Linked DNA regions of Mus musculus: all the other regions are linked to region 1. A link is a contact called in public HiChIP or PLAC-seq data. All regions are on one chromosome and are shown on one strand. The core of a region is the stretch at or near the end of the contact, and the rest is flanking DNA. Distances in the headings are between cores, read along the strand shown. Region 1 has its middle 28 kb from the start of Kcmf1. Region 2 overlaps Suclg1 (succinate-CoA ligase, GDP-forming, alpha subunit). Region 3 holds the start of Elmod3 (ELMO/CED-12 domain containing 3).

What was found. HiChIP or PLAC-seq counts read pairs in DNA pulled down with a chosen protein or histone mark.
Region 2: an H3K27ac HiChIP or PLAC-seq map of embryonic stem cells shows a contact between it and region 1, with 6 read pairs. The contact joins two enhancer-like sites. A contact is called at or near these places in 4 of 39 promoter capture datasets (the SN4741 cell line, hippocampal neurons, liver and 1 more), 1 of 484 Hi-C or Micro-C datasets (bone marrow-derived macrophages), 4 of 115 datasets of contacts at active chromatin or transcription factors (bone marrow-derived macrophages, embryonic basal ganglia, embryonic stem cells and 1 more) and 1 of 9 other capture datasets (pancreatic islet).
Region 3: a contact with region 1 is called in an H3K4me3 HiChIP or PLAC-seq map of bone marrow-derived macrophages, with 3 times the contacts expected there. The contact joins the promoter of Elmod3 here to the enhancer-like site in region 1. A contact is called at or near these places in 1 of 39 promoter capture datasets (cranial neural crest), 4 of 115 datasets of contacts at active chromatin or transcription factors (bone marrow-derived macrophages, embryonic limb bud, embryonic stem cells and 1 more) and 1 of 9 other capture datasets (adipose tissue).

The regions. Positions count from the first base shown.
Region 1 is chr6:72,925,023-72,930,164 of GRCm38.p6, reverse strand. No RefSeq gene overlaps it. Among named protein-coding and RNA genes, the nearest start is that of Kcmf1, 28 kb to the right of the region's middle. Within about 2 kb of position 3,179, at least 175 of the 459 cell types and tissues checked have an H3K27ac peak or open chromatin away from gene starts, as enhancers often do. A contact at or near this core is called in adipose tissue, bone marrow-derived macrophages, embryonic stem cells and 1 more, where this site is marked.
Region 2 is chr6:73,262,127-73,267,268 of GRCm38.p6, reverse strand. Suclg1 (succinate-CoA ligase, GDP-forming, alpha subunit) reads right to left here. Exons shown (of 9, transcript NM_019879.3): 4 at 3,249-3,461; 5 at 2,982-3,039. Among named protein-coding and RNA genes, the nearest start is that of Gm38834, 16 kb to the right of the region's middle. Within about 2 kb of position 2,193, at least 28 of the 459 cell types and tissues checked have an H3K27ac peak or open chromatin away from gene starts, as enhancers often do. A contact at or near this core is called in embryonic stem cells, where this site is marked.
Region 3 is chr6:72,595,470-72,600,611 of GRCm38.p6, reverse strand. Elmod3 (ELMO/CED-12 domain containing 3) reads left to right here and starts at 2,199. Exons shown (of 12, transcript NM_001253692.1): 1 at 2,199-2,290. It overlaps Retsat (retinol saturase (all trans retinol 13,14 reductase)), which reads right to left and starts at 2,010. Exons shown (of 11, transcript NM_026159.5): 1 at 1,816-2,010. The coding sequence starts at 1,984.

The DNA.
Region 1 (5,142 bases), core at 1,930-4,429:
CAACATACCTGGTAAACCTTACTCTGGGGATCAATCCAGGACTTTAAGCTTGTTAGGTGTGGTAATTTAAATGAGAATGGCCCTCTCTAGGCTCATCTATTTGAAAGTTTAGTCATCAGGGAGAGGCTTTACTGGAAAGATATTAGGAGGTGTGGCCTTGCTGGAGTGGGTGTGGCCTTGCTGGAGTGGGTGTGGCCTTGATGGAGGAAATGTGTCATTTGGGGTAGGCTTTGGGGTAGGTTTCAAAATCTTAAGCCACACTCAATGTCTCTCTCCTTCTAACCGCCTTTGGATCCAGATCTGGAACTCTCAGTTCCTCCTCCTGCACCATGTCTGCCTGCAGGCTGCCATGCTTCCCTCCATGATGATCATGGACTGAAACTCGGAAACTGTAAGCCAGGCCCAGTTAAATGTTTGCCTTTATAAGAGTTGCCGTGGTCATGGTGTCTCTTCACAGCAATGAAATTCTAAGTAAGACACTAGGCGACCACTCAGCCAGCAGCAGTTTTTTTGGTTTTGAGACAAGGTCTCACTTAACAGCTCAGCCTAGTCTAGGATTTACTATGTAGCTAGGTGATTTGAATGAGAACGTTCTCCGTAGTCTTAGGCATCCAAACGTTTGGTCCCTGCTTGGTGATGCTCTTTGGAAAGGCTTAGGAGATGTGGCCTTGTTGGAGGAAACAAAGCCCACATCACAGTCATAAAAACAGAGATTCACAGAAACAGACGCTGGAACGCATGGAAGGCCTCCCGGTCTGGTCTCCCAAGAAAGTCCTTTTCCCAAGATCTAGCATGTAGACAAAAGCCATTTCCTTGGGGACTTGAAGAAAGTTCCTGCTTGCTAAAAAGGAGTCATTCTCCTTATCTCTGGCATGAGGAACTTATGGCCCTTTATTAACCCATGACTGTGTTAATAAACTGTCTATTAACTTGTCAAGGTCAGTACACCTCTAAGCTCCCACAGTCCCCGCTCACGAGCCCCACATCAGCTCACAAGCCCCCTTTCTTCCATCCCCATTTAACCCTGAAAAATCTTTCCTGTCCCTTCTCTTTGCTTTCCCAGGAGACAGTCTTGGCAGTTTGGAATAAACTTTTCCCTTTTCAACCACGGACTGGCTATTTTGGTTTCTTTACTGTGCCCATTTTCATTTACTCCCCAAACCAGCTTGGGATGGGGATGGGCTGCGATAGCAGAGGCTATTTTCTTGGTGGTGCACACCCCTAAATTTTAAAAGTCGAGGATAAAAGCCGGGCACAGAACATTGGAGGAGAAGGCTGGAAAATCAGAGAATCTCAAGATCAGCGCTGGAGATTTGGATCAGCATTTACGAGCATAGAGCAAGTTTGAGGCCAGCCTGGTCCACATGAGACCCTGTCTCAAAACAACAGCTAAAAACCTCAAAGACGAAGGCCAACAGGCCGCCCCTTGGGTTAAGGTGCCTGCAGCTCAGCCTGATGATAGGAGCCAGTTCCCAGAAACCACCTGGTGGAAGGTAAGAACCAAAGGACTGACTTCTTCAAATTGTCTTCTGACCATCACACGTTTACACACACACACACAAGCTAGGCCTAATGTAGTGGTACCTGCTTTTAATTCCAGCACTCAGGGAGGCAGAGGCAAATAGATTTTTTGTGAGTTCAGCCTGGTCTATATAGGAATTCCAGTCCAGCCAAGGCTACATAGTAAAACCCTGTCTCAAAATAAATAAATAAAATAAAAGTAAACTTTAAAATGTAGTTAAAAGATTTTTTAGAAGATTTAATTTTCTTTTTTAATTGACCAGGCAGTGGTGGTACACTTTTTTAATCTCAGCACTCGGGGACAGAGACTGACAGATCTCTTTGAGTTCAAGGCCAACCTGTGTGAGACCACAACAGGAAAAATAGACCTTACAGGTTGAGTTCTGTTTGCAATTAAGAATATATTCCTGTTTGTCCTACGTGTGTTTGAGCCATTTGCACCAGATGGACTTGATCCCATGTGGGCAAGAATTACATCAGAATGTACACTTGCCCCTGATGGATAGAAGGTCAATTGTGGGGTTTGCCTTTTTAAGCATCTGAAAACTGTGACTTGGGAGCATTTTCCTTAAAACTCAGGTGTGGGCCTGGCTAGAGTCCAGTAACCTGGCCAGTATTTAATTAAAGATTGTTTCAAATTTGGCTTGAAAGTGTGGTAGTGATCTTATTTTTGACAAATAGGATTATTGCCTGGTCTACAGAACAAGTTCCAGGATAGCCAAGGCTACACAGAAATCCTGTCTCAAAAGCAACAACAGCAAAAAGATGTGCATGTATCTACCGAGGCCAGCGGGGTCATCAGATCCTCCTGGAGCTGGAGTTACAGGCAATAGTAAGAAATCCGACATGGACTCTGAGCATCAAACTCATCCTCTGTAAGAACAGTGTGGGCTCTACTACACCATCTCTCCAGCCAAAGACCAAAGGAGAAGTATTAACAATGAAAACAGGAAGGTTTTCATTCCTAAAGCCTACATTTAAAAAAAAAAAAAATCATTAAGCCAGGATTAGTAGCATACCAGTTCCCAAGAGGCACTGGCAAAAGAGAAGCGAATTCCTGTGAGGCCTAGGTTATCCTGGCCTCCATAGGGAGTTCCCAACCATGTCAGCCTTGGCTACAGAGTGACACTTTAGCTTTAGAAAAGGAAAAAAGAAAACAGAAAAAAAGCCAAAGCTACTATAGCATCATAATGACATACTGCCAGTATACATCCCTAGGGTTTGTTGAGTGTCAGGTTGGGTGTGGGAAGACTTCAAGAGATCGAATGGCCATAGTAGACAGCAAGAGAGGATTACACTAGCATGGGAGGTTCCTTGGGGCCTGGGCCAGTATGGAGCCTGAGGTGTGCCTTGTCTATGCACTGTGGTCAGCACTCAGGCCCTCTCGACTTCTCACCTGGACCCCGGATCATTAGCAGGTGGGGGCAAGCTGCCTTGCCCCCACCTGCTGTCCAGATATGACTTCCTGTTTGGCAAGTTCTGAGGGTTCCTCTCCCTGCTCCTCAAACTCCCCTTTGTTCATAAACTTGGCATTCGACATCCCTAGCCCTTATCCCTCCCTTCAGCCAGCTGGAATTTCCTGTCCCACTGTCCTCCCAGCAGGAGATTCCATTCCCGGCTCTGAGTCACTTTGGGGTGACTCAAGTGTGACTCACTCCACCGAGGTCCCTCCCACTTCAACTTACCTCGGCTGGGTGTGGCTCCTGCCCATTCACTGGCAGGGATCTTCTTTCAGCCACAGCTGATGTGAGACTCCTCCCACATCCCAGGAACCTGGCATGAGAAAGGGACCCTCAACAAAGGAGCAATCTGGCCAGTGCCGAGGCTGCTAGATGACAGAAGCTCAAGCATTCCAAAGCCTGAACAAGAAGTCGCTGAGCTGGTTTCTCTGTCCCCACCCTCCTCAGACCCTGCCTCTAGCTACAATCAAGGCTCATCTGGCTTTTCAGAAACCCACCTTTCTGCCCCAAGGATCACTCCAAATACCCATTTCCAGCTGGGAGCAACTATGGATCACAGACTGAGCTAACAGTAGTTATGATCAGGAAAGTATTCAGTTTTAAGTAGGATACAAACTTATGTACTGAGCAGACAAAAACAAACACACAAAAATCTCACAGGAAATAGGAGATACTTTATTCTGGAGTCAAATCTGAGTGATCATGACCCAGGAACAAAAATTTAAGTCACCACAAATTCCATGTTCCAATGTGGTAACAGTCTGATGAAGTGTCGTTGTTGTAGTTTTGGTTTTCTGAGACAGGGTTTTTCTGTGTAGCCCTGGCTGCCCTGGAATGATGCTTGCTGGTTCATTTGCTGGCTTACTCCTCTCTGTCAAGGCTCTAACTTAACCAGCCTCTTAGACAACCCAGAAACGCCTACTTGGGGAATGGTTCTGCCAACAGTGGGTTGGCCCTCCCACATCCATCATTAATCAAGACAGTTTCCCACAGACATGCCCATAGGCCAATCTGATCTAAGCAACTCACATAAATCGGCTTGTGCACACCTGTAATCACAGCTCTTGGAAAGTAGAGGCAAGAAAATCAGGAGGTCAAGGTTAGCAATGATATCTCAGGGGGCTTAGAGACAGCGTGGAGTACACAAGACCTTGTCTTTAAAAAAAAAAAAAGGATGGGGAAGTGGGGTGGCGAGATGCTCTGTGGTGGTTTGAATGTACTTGACTCAGAGAGTGGCATTCTTAGGAGTTGTGGCCTTGTTGGAGTAGGTGTGGCCTTGTTGAAAGAAGTGTGTCACTATAAGTATGGGCTTTTATGAGACTTTCCTTTGTCAATGCAATTAATCTGATTCCTTAGGAAGACTCTTCAGACAACAAAAAGTAGCCATATTCTTCACCAAAAACAGTCTTAGGCCATATACTAACATTCTTCTCCTCTGAAACTTTTGAAGCAAGACCCCCACAGTTCAAGCCACACTCAGCATCAGTGATGCCATATTCTTACTAGGATGGCCCATTAAACCCCACTTAAAGCATTCCACTGCTTTCCAAATCCAAAGTCCCAAAATCCACATTCTTCCAAACAAAAACACGGCCAGGCCTATCACAGCAATACCCCAGTTCCTGGTACCAACTTCTATCTAGGGTTTCATTGCAATGAAGAGACACTATGGCCAAGGCAACTCTTGTAAAGGACAAACATTTAATGGGGGCTGGCTTACAGGTTCAGAGGTTCAGTCCATTATCATCAAGGCAGGAGCATGGCTGCATCCAGGCAGGCATGGCACGGGAGAAGGAGCTGAAAGTTGTGCATCTTGTTCTGAAGGGAACTGGGAGAAGACTGTCTTCCAAGCAGCTAGAAAGAGAGCCTCAAAATCCAACCCCACGGTGACACACTTCCTCCAAAAAGGCCACACCTTGTGATAGTGCCACTCCCAGGGCCAAGCATATTCAAACCACCACAGGTTCAGTGGTTAAAGATAAGCAAAAGACTAGAGAGATGTCTTAGCAACTGAGAGCAGTGGCTGCTCTTCCAGAGGACCTGAGTTCAACTTCCAACACCCACACAGCAGCTCACCACTGTCTGTAACTCCAGTTCCAGCAGATCTGATACCCTCATACAGGCATACATACAGAGAGCATACATAAAAAGAGCATACATA
Region 2 (5,142 bases), core at 944-3,443, 340 kb before region 1:
GGCAGTCTCTTTCTTTGTGACCCCAAACTTATTTCTAATAATTTGGGTGCTCAGTCCAGGAATCTAGCTCACCTGAAAGAGTGCCTCAGACCCCTCCTCTGGGAAACATATCCTACCAATTCTTGTTTCTTTTTTTCTTTCTTTTTTTTTTTAAAGGCTTTTGGGTCCTGGGCCTTTGGCATTCTTCAAATCAGGAAAAGAATCCAGGTTTGGAAGTCTCTGGACAATACTGGGAGAGCCAGCCCAAAGAAAGTCCCAAGGGACCAAGACTGCTCTGTGCACAGGCCAAAGGGAAGAGATGCTGTGGGGACACCAAACAGTCCTGTGGTTGTCAGGGTGTCCTAGAGCTGGGATGTGCCTTGGACATTAAACTCAGTATAAGAAACATCCCTGAAGAGGGTTAAGCACAAGGTAAGTCAGGATGGGAAGATAAGTCTAGGTTATCTCCAGTTCCCTCAGAGAACCTGGGAAACCTTGGGGCAGATGTGGAGGAAGGACCACAGCCAGCCTGCGACATGGTTAGGTCTGACTGCCTTATATGATGCCATCCAGCTGCTACTTTTCTAGTTGGGCAAAAGTACCACAAGGCTACTTACGTAGTAAATTAGGATTAACTACTTTAACTAGTTGGTTCCCAAAGGTATTAAATTCCTGCCTACATAGGCAGGCACAGACCCATCTGTTCTCAGCCCATATAACACTCAAGTGGAGTAAAGAAGGCAGGCCAAGTAACAACTTGTGCCTGGGGGAGGAGGAAAAGCCAAGACACATGCAGATGAAGCTCACCGTGTCCATAGTTATAATATGGGCAGAGCCACACGGGACAGATATCGTGTTGACTTTTAGGGGATTGCAACAGTTATCAAAGATTCTGTAAAGCAGACTGCAAGCTCATCACTCTGGAGACCAACAAGGAGTCCCACTGACGGAGGCTAATATGAGCCCAACAAGAGATGCTAAAGGGCTTTGCTTTGGACATTTTAGAATCCTTTCAGACTGCAGTCAAGGATTTCCTTTTCTCCCTAGGTCTGACAGTTGGAGTCTTTTAAATAGGCCCTCTGAAGGGGTACCCCAATACTGCTGCACCTGACACCCAAAATTCAGCTGCAAGCACAGATCATCTTAATCCCATAATGGAGGTTAGGATTACTTCTCCAGAGGAACAAGTATGATAAGAACATGAGGTAAAATGGTCAAGTTTGGGCTAAAAAGATCCCAAGGAAAAGTATGCTGTTTCTTTATTGGCCAAAAGCCAGAGATGTCCTCTTGGTAGCTTCATGCCTGCTAGAGGCCAAAGATAGCACAAGTGCTTTGGGAGCTCGGAGCTCTGATCGGTCCTACACGATTCTCAATGCCTCTGTAGAAAAGCAGGATGTTAAAGCAGCAATAAGGGCTGAGGGAAAACCACTCCAGCTAAAGAGAATGGACGTGTCTGGCCTGGAGGCAGACCTAACAGTCAATGGGGCCAGGGAAATCTCCAGGCCAACAAACCACCCCTAGGAATGTGGGCTCACTTTAAGCCATGCTAATGGAAAACCTACCTCAGGATTAGCTTCTTAGCTGGCATCTTAATGAGTTTTAAGAAAACAGAGTTTTAAAGAAAAACAGAGTAAGAAAGAAAGAAAGAAAGAAAGAAAGAAAGAAAGAAAGAAAGAAAGAAAGAAAGAAAGAAAGATAGAAAGAGAGAGAGAGAGAGAAAGAGGAGAGAGGGAGGGAGGGAGGGAGGGAGGGAGGGAGGAAGGAAGGAAGGAAGGAAGGAAGGAAGGAAGGAAGGAAGGAAGGAAGGAAGGAAGGAACCAAGCAAGCAAGCAAGCAAGCTGGGCAGTGGTGGTGCATGCCTTTAATCTCAGTGGGAAGCAGATCTGAGCTCAAGGCCAGGCTTGTCAACAGTAAGTTCCAAGACAGTCAGGGCTACAAGGAGGTACTCTGTCTTGGGAAAAACAAAAACAAAACAAAACAAAAAACAAACAAACAAGCAAACAAAAAGAAAAAAGAAAACAAAGGATTGATAAGAAATGCCAAATATGTATCGTTTCAATCTAATCTTATGAAATTTGTGTTTTAGGGCAAGGAATTAAAATTCACCCAGTAAAAGCTTTGTTCATACAAAGGCCCAGAGCTCTATTCTAGGAATTGGATGCCCTGGAGCAGTGAGTGACCTTTTCTCCCTGGGAGCAGTGACCCTTCCCTCCTCTTCCAACTCCCCCAGCCAATTCTTTTCAGAGGAGCCAACTGAGTAGACTATGAGGCCAGGCCAGGCAGCACCTGAGTTAGACTAAAAGCCAAACTCACTTCCTGCCTCTGTGTGTTGGTCCAAGTGCACCCTCGGATCAAGGGTAAAGACTGAGAAGGCGCTCTTTGACCTCACCCATCAGGGGCATCACAACAAAAGCTGTTTCATCCCCCAAAGAGCAAGCACAAGTCTGCTGGAGAGGAGAAGCCTGGAGGAGGAAGGGTAACTGGGACTCTGCTGACGGAATACAAAGTAGCACGGACATCTCCTAGCACTCCCTGGCAACTTCCTTAAAAGGCAAGCATACTAAATGTGTGTTCTAGCAAATGTTGCCCTTCAGAAATCAAAGTGTATCCATAGCAAGGCCTGTATTTTAGTCTTGTTCCTAATGCTCAAACCTGCAAACAGCCCAGATGACCACTAAGAAAATGGATAAACAGTGGTAAAGCCACAGAGCAGGCAGGAGGCTGTGAGCAGGAAGCTGGTATTCACCACGAACACAAAATACACAGCAGAACCCAGAGTCTGAGCAGAAAAGGAACCACTACCCACGATCATCACTGGTTCCACAGAACTACAAGTGATTCTCAAAGAGGCCCATCATATTTGAGATATATTTCTGACTCACTGTAAGAAAAAATAACTTATTACAGAGACACATTGACTTACAGTCACCGTCACTGTGAGCCGAGTTAGGAAAGTGGAATTTCTATGTTTTAATCTATCAGAAAGTAACAGAGTCACTCACCTATTCTTCCCTTCTTGTGAATGTGGCCAGGCATGATGCCGATTTTGCATTCTCCAGGCTGGAGGAAAGTAAACTGCAGTTTCAGAAAAGTTCCAAAGAAAATTCTAACCCCTAAGTCACATGTGCACACCCACACCCGAGCACACACAAACACCCGAGCACGCACATGCACACGCGCGCGCACACACACACACACACACACACACACACACACGTACTTTAATTCAAAGCCATAGCCTTCTGACTTCCCTCCTACCCTACACTCACGTTGATGACGCCGGGGCAGTTTGGCCCGATTAGCCTCGTCGTTCCCTGGCGTGTCAGTCTGTGCTTGACCCGCACCATATCCTGCTGCGGAATACCTTCCGTAATGCACACAACCAAGGGAATCTCCGCGTCGATTGCTTCATTAATGGCAGCAGCAGCAAAAGGAGGAGGGACATAGATGACAGAAGCCGTTGCTCCTGTTTTCTCTTTGGCCTGAAACATTAATCACAACCGATTGAATCATAAATAAAATATATTCAGCAGCATAATTTGATTAATGTTTAGGAAGGGGTCACAGGCAGGCTATCCTCATTCCCCCATTCTGTAGTCCGTGACGTAGTCAAAAAAAAGAGCAGAATCCAAGCAAAGCCTCTCTGAATGCCATTGTGAATTTAAAGGTTCCGTACATCTTACCCTACAAAAGGACAGTAAATCTGAGAGCTCTTCCCAATTGCACCCACGCTCCCTCCTCCCTGGAGGATTGCACCTGTGCTCCCTCCTCTCTGGAGCTATGCACAGCTTCACTTTTCCTCCCCAGACTCACAAGACCTGGTGCCACCTATCCAGCTTCAAACTCTGTTTCTCCTTAGAAGAACCAGGGCCAGGGACCCCAGGTCTTCAGAATCTAGCCTTCAAACATCTATTTTAAATCCATGGTAAATATGACCAATGAACAGTAGTGTTCCCTTTTATATAGATTTATTTTTACGGTGTGTGTGTGTGTGTGTGTGTGTGTGTGTGTGTGCACACGCACCTGTGAGAGCTTACATTCATACAGGTGCTCTCTCTCAGAGGTCAGAAGATGTTGGATTTCTGGAACTTGAGTTACAGGCACTTGTCAGGAGTCCAATGTGGGTGCTGGAAAATGCCCAACTTAGATCTTCTAGATGACCAGCAAGTGCTCTCAACCTCACTGCTGGGCCATTTCCCCAGTGCCTAAGTGGAGTGTTCTCTTTTTTTTTTTTTTTTAAGATTTTATTCATTATTTTATTTATTATTATATGTAAGTACACTGTAGCTGTCTTCAGACACACCAAAGGAGGGCATCAGATCTCATTATGGATGGCTATGAGCCATCATGTGGTTGCTGGGATTTGAACTCAGGACCTTCAGAAGAGCAGTCAGTGCTCTTAACAGCTGAGCCATCTCTCCAGCCCCAAGTGGAGTGTTCTTACTTGACATTTCTTACTTAATACATACTTACTAGAATATAGCAAGTCAAACCAAGTGCATATACATACATGGCCACAGAGTAAGAATGTGAGTTAACAAAACAAACATTAGGTTTTAATGTTGTCACCCACCACGATGCAAAGCCTTTATACAAAGCCTTACGGAATGTAAATCTGACTACTAGTCTCCATTTGATAGTAACTGATCCACAGGTGGCCTTGCACATCCATCTTCTGCTTCCTTTGGGGTTTGGTTTTTTTTTTTGTTTTGTTTTGTTTTTTTTGCTGTTGTAGTTTTTCTAAGACTTGGTCTTTCTATGTCGCCCGGGATTGTTCTGTAACTTAGTATGTAGACCATGCTGTTCTGAACTCAAGAGATCCATCTATATGAGACTGCCAAAAAAAAAATTTTAAAGGAAAAAAAAAGATGCTGTGATCAAGAAACAGTAAATAAATACCACAGGTGTGGTAGTGCATGCCTTTAATGTCAGCAGACCAGAGGCAGGCAGATCTCTGAGTAAAGGCCAGACAAGGCTACCTAGAGACCCTGTCTCAAAACAAACCACCAAACAAAATATAGTAAGTTACCACACTAAATCACATGGCTAGGAAATAGCAGAGCCAATATTTAACCCTGAGTATATCTGACTCCACGGTGTCTGCTCAGTGCAGCAAAGCAGAGGATTCTCCATAACCAAAACGCGTTCGGAGGTTGTACCAAG
Region 3 (5,142 bases), core at 950-3,449, 330 kb after region 1:
TTTGATACCTTTCAAAGGAAGTAGGACTGACTCAGCTAGCTACTGTAGAACAAAACCAGAAAGATGGCAACTGCACAGGGCTGTAACGTCAGTTCTGTGAATGCAAGCGAGGAAAGAAAAGGCAATAAGGCTCAGGGTGGGGGCTGGGGACGCTGGTGGTTCAGGGAACTGGGTTTCTTTGGAAGAAGCAAGGTCTCTGAGTGCCAACGGAGGTGGAGCAGGCAGAGCTGCTCAGAGGCTGCTACTCTGAGAGGTCACAGCACCAGCCTCAGAAAAGGAGGAAGGTTGGTGTGCCGGGAACCTCACAGAACCAAACTGGAATGCACGGTCAACACAAGACCTGGGATTTGTTGTTTTCTCCCAGTCTTTTACTTCCTTTCCTCCTTTATTTACTTACTTTCTTTGATTTTATTGATTCGTGTTTTTTAAGACACACGGTTTCACTACACATGTAGCCCTAACTGGGCTGGAACTCCCTATGTAGAGATCCACCTGTCTTTTCCTCCCCAGCGCTGGGATCACAGGAATGTGCCACTATGTCCAGTAAATCTGCTCATTAAACATCATTGCCCAAGGCCAAGTGTTCACAGCTTTAGTCTCAGCACTCAGGAGGCTGAGGTGGGAGGATCTCAGTGAGTTCAAGGCCAGCCTGGTCTATATAGCAATAGCAAGTTCCAGGACATCTAGAACTATAGAGAGAAACACTGTCTCAAACAACTAAAAACTAAAAAAAATAAAATAAAAAAAAAATCTCCATCCAAGCCATGGTGGCTCACATCTGTAATCCCACCATTTGTAATCTCTTGCTGATGGTGGTTGGAGAATCACTGTGAATTTGAGACACACTTGTCCTGTATAGCAAGTTATAAGCTAGCCTGGGCTACAAGTATGAGACCTGCCTCTCCCCCAATCCACAAACAATAACAATAATAAAATAACTGGGTGTGGTGCCTCTTAGGAAGTAGAGGCACAAGGATCAGGAGTTCAAAGTCAGTCCCCAAAAAATAGTGCAGTTAAGGCTAGCCTAGGCTTGGCTAAAATTTACAAGTCAGAGGCTCCTGGAGGTCAAAGAGGTGATCCTTGTTTGTTTTTTGAAAGTTTTGCATTTGGGGGTTTTGGTTGTTTTGGGGTTTGATGTGTGCATTTAGACAGGGTCTCATTGTGTAGTCCAAACTGGAATTAAATTGTTGCACCACTATGCCCAGCTCCAACACTTCCGTAAAACGTTGAAAGGCAGACATGCTGGTGCATGCTTGTAATCTATCTCATCATGCTGGGGACAGAAGAAGAGGGCTGCTCCGGGTTTGAGCCTGGGCTGCGAAGAGAGTTCAAAGCCAACTCCAGTACAAAAGTGAGACCAGTCTCAAAAACACAAACCTTGGGAGCACTCTACACGTGCTTTAGAGATGGTTCACTGGAGAGTGGAGTTCTTATCCCTAGCCAGTACTGAAATTCCGAAGTTATTATCAAGCTTCAGTTCTATGAACTGGACTACATTTTGCCTGCAACCCGCTTGTTAGGAAAACTTTCAGTGCTGCTTCCCTGTGCCCCCGAGCATGCACAGAAGTATAGGGAAAAGTTGGCTCCAGACCCAAGTAGGGGAAAGGTCTCTTATTCTGTGTAAGCCGTGAGCTGAAAAGATTCCAACTGGCGGGGCTGGAATTTGGCGTGCCAAGGGTAATGCCTGCACCCTTTCAGAAGCAAAGAACACTAAATTATGGAACCTCTGTGTGCAAGAGAAGTTTTCCCAGCACTTTACTAATGGGGAGACATGAGCAGAAGGCCCGAGAGCAGGCCTGAAACCCATCAGTTGACCTTGTTTGAGAACTTTCTTCCTAGCCTCCTTGTCGGTCACCAGGGGTTCAGGCGGTCGCTTGACATCCTCGGCGAAGGGGTTCGGGGAACTTGCAGCGTAAAGGCCCACGTAGACCCTGTGGAGGATCACCAGCAGCAGCACGGCCAGCAGCAGAGCAGTGATCCACATGTTGCTGCCAGGGCTCGGAAGACCGCGTCCTTTCCCCGCTGAGCTCGGCTTTTATAGCTGAGGCCCCGCCCCTCTAGTTCGTCCTTGGAGTAATACCAGACTTGGAGGAGCCGAAGCATTTTGACTCACGCCTGCTCAAAACTGATGAAGATTGTCCATTATGGACCTCCGTATGATCTTTGCAGAGCAGGAGTTCAATTGCCTAATGGGAAATGTAGTTCTAGCGCGAGACAGGCGACACTGCACGGCTGCGCGAAAAGGGGGATGTGGGATCCCCCCCTTACCGGAACGCTGGGGACGCGTCCGGTGAGCAAGGGGTCTGGTGAGGGAGGTGAGGGTGAGGAGGACGATGTCTGGTGGAAATGGTCACCGCGGGACCACAACAAGGATGAAAGTTGCAGGTCTGAGAGAGATCCTGTCTGGGAGGCAGAGAAGACCTGGGTTCTGGTGCCTTTTCCGTGTTGGATTCGCTGGAACCTCGGAGGCAGTTCATTGCTTTCCTCCCCTCTCCTCTTCCAAGCAGTGACAAAGTTTCTGTGCCCACACAGCCTCTGTCTGGGTATCTGAGTTGAGACCTTGTTGAGACCTGCACAGGAGCTCTCCTAAACCTGTGTCAGCCCAGGACTGGCAGCCTCACACCGACGTTATCCCTAGGTGGATTCCCCTAATCGTAACTACTCTATCAGGCTCTCAAAGTGCAAGCCACCTAGGACAAGCCTCAAGAAAGACTAAGTCAAGGATCATCCTGTGTGTTTATTTGCATTTAAGGACGCACCAGCTTCTAAATCAGCTTTTCAGAGAGTTTAAGCTCCAGCAGACAGTCTAGATATCCTACCATCTTAATGTTGCCCTTTGAGGAAAGTAGGTCTGAAATACGTACTTGACTTAAGAGGGATTTGTTTGTATAGGAGGCCCATTTCCTCAGGTACCCACTATCAGGAGGAATGACTTCGTAACTTTGAGTGTTTTGTCCTTGTTTTAGGCCCCAGCGGTGCTCCAGTCCGGTATGTAAAGCAGGTCATGCTTCTATGCTACTTGGTTCGTTTTCCCCACAGTAACAGGAGAGCCTTCCCGAGACTTTGTCAGTCCTACCTGTGACCCTGCCAGGTTATCTGATGTGTGTGTATCTTATGCTGTCATTTAGGCCGAGATGGAAGGAAAGGAAAAGAGAGGTAGATGCTGAGGTTCTGGGGAGGGGGGGGGGGAGCTAGTTCCTGGGGTGTTTCAGGGAGGACGTTACCACCATCCTCTCTAGATCACAGGCAGCCAGGCGTCGAGCCCAAAAGCTGTTTGTTACTGGCAGTCAGTCCTTGGGGAATGTAAATCATAGTCCCCTAGTGGAGGACTGGCTCCGTGGAGGGCCTCCCCACTGACTTAGTCCTCTGAGTCTGTGAAGTATGACTGTCAGTTGTGTGAGAACCATCCACTCTCATTTTCCCCCTCGATATCAGGGGTTGAGCCTCCTTTGCTGCCACTAGGTTACAGTCCCAGCCTTTCCACACTGACTCTCTGGTGTGTGGGTGTGAGCATGCATGCCCATATAGGAACAGAAAGATCAGGGGGACTGTAAATTGCCTGTTCTGTCACTCTGTGCCTTCTACCTTTGAAGTTGGTAGAATTGCTTCTCTGACTGAATGTGGAACTAGGCCCAGCAACCAGCAATCCTTTTAATTCCATCGACCAGAGTGCTAGGGAGCCAAACTCAGGTTTTTACCCTGAAGCAAGCCCTCCTGCCCACTGAGTCATCTTCCCAGCCCCTTGTGTGTGTGTGTGTTTTTTTTTTTTTTTTTTTTTGGTTTTTATCTGGGTGAGCAGAGCGGTGTGTGCCATGGTGCGTGTGTGGAGGTCAGAAGACAATTGCTTCTTTATTTCTACCAGTCTTCTAGGTCCCTCTAGGGACTGAACTTAGGTCATCAAGTTTGCTGGCAAGCACCTCGACCCACTGAGCCATTTCACCTGCCCTTGCTTTGTTTTCTGTTGAGACAGAGTCTTGCTAGGTAGTCTTAACTGACCTGGAACTCTATGTAGATCAGGCTGCCCTCAAATACACAGTGATTCTCCTGCCTCTGCTTCCAGATTTCTAGGAATCTGGGCATACATTCATGCGGGCATACACCACCATGTTGAGGATGATCTCTGGTTTTTATTTTTTTTTTTTCAGTTGTGGGGACTGAACCCAGATGTCACTTGTGGTAAGCAATAGCTTTACCTCTGATCTGTATCCCAGGCCTTGTGTTTTGTTTTGACTCTCTCACATCAATCCGTCCCCCTAAGACCTAGAGGTGCTCGCTCATGAGAAGGCTGTCTCCTCGTGACACAGACTTTTGATGTGATGGGGTCTTTGTCCAGCCCTCTTCCTGAGGCAGGCACCATAAGATGAAAGAACAGGACTTTTGTCTCCACCCTTGAGAAGTAGAAGCAAGCCTCAGCTACATAGCAAGGATGAGGCCAGGCTGAAGAACGTCCATAAGAACTTCTCTGTATATCTGAGTCCTTATAGAGAGGGAGAGAGAGAGGGGGAGAGAGAGAAGGGCTGGAGAGATGCTCACTTAAGAACATCTTGCAGAGGACCAGAATTTGGCTCTCTGCACCTACATGGCAGCTCTCAACCATGTGTAACTCCAGCTCCAGGGAATCCAATGTGTTATGGACATCTGCACATACATGGCAGACACACCCACACACACCCACACACACCCACACACACACAGAGGAGTACACAAATGAAAATAATACACTTTTTAAAAAATTGGGTGTGGTAGCACATACTTGTAAGCCCAACATTAGGAAGGAGAATGGGCAGCTCTCTAAAGCTCACTGGCTGGCCATCCTAACCTGCTCATCTGGTTCCAGGCAAATAAAAGAGATCTTGTCTCAAAAAATTAAGGCGAACAGAGCCTGAGGAACAACAGCTAAAGTTGTCCTCTTCACCCGCTCACATGCACATGTGTACACCTGTACACACATGAACCCTGTACACATATGCATGTGTGTACACACACGAGAGCTGATCTGGAGATGTAGCTCAGTGGTAGACTATTCACCTGGCATGCATGAAGACCTGGATTTGATCCCCAGCACCAGCACTGCACCATAATTGCACACACACACACACACACACACACACACACGCACACACACACACAGTTTCTCACACA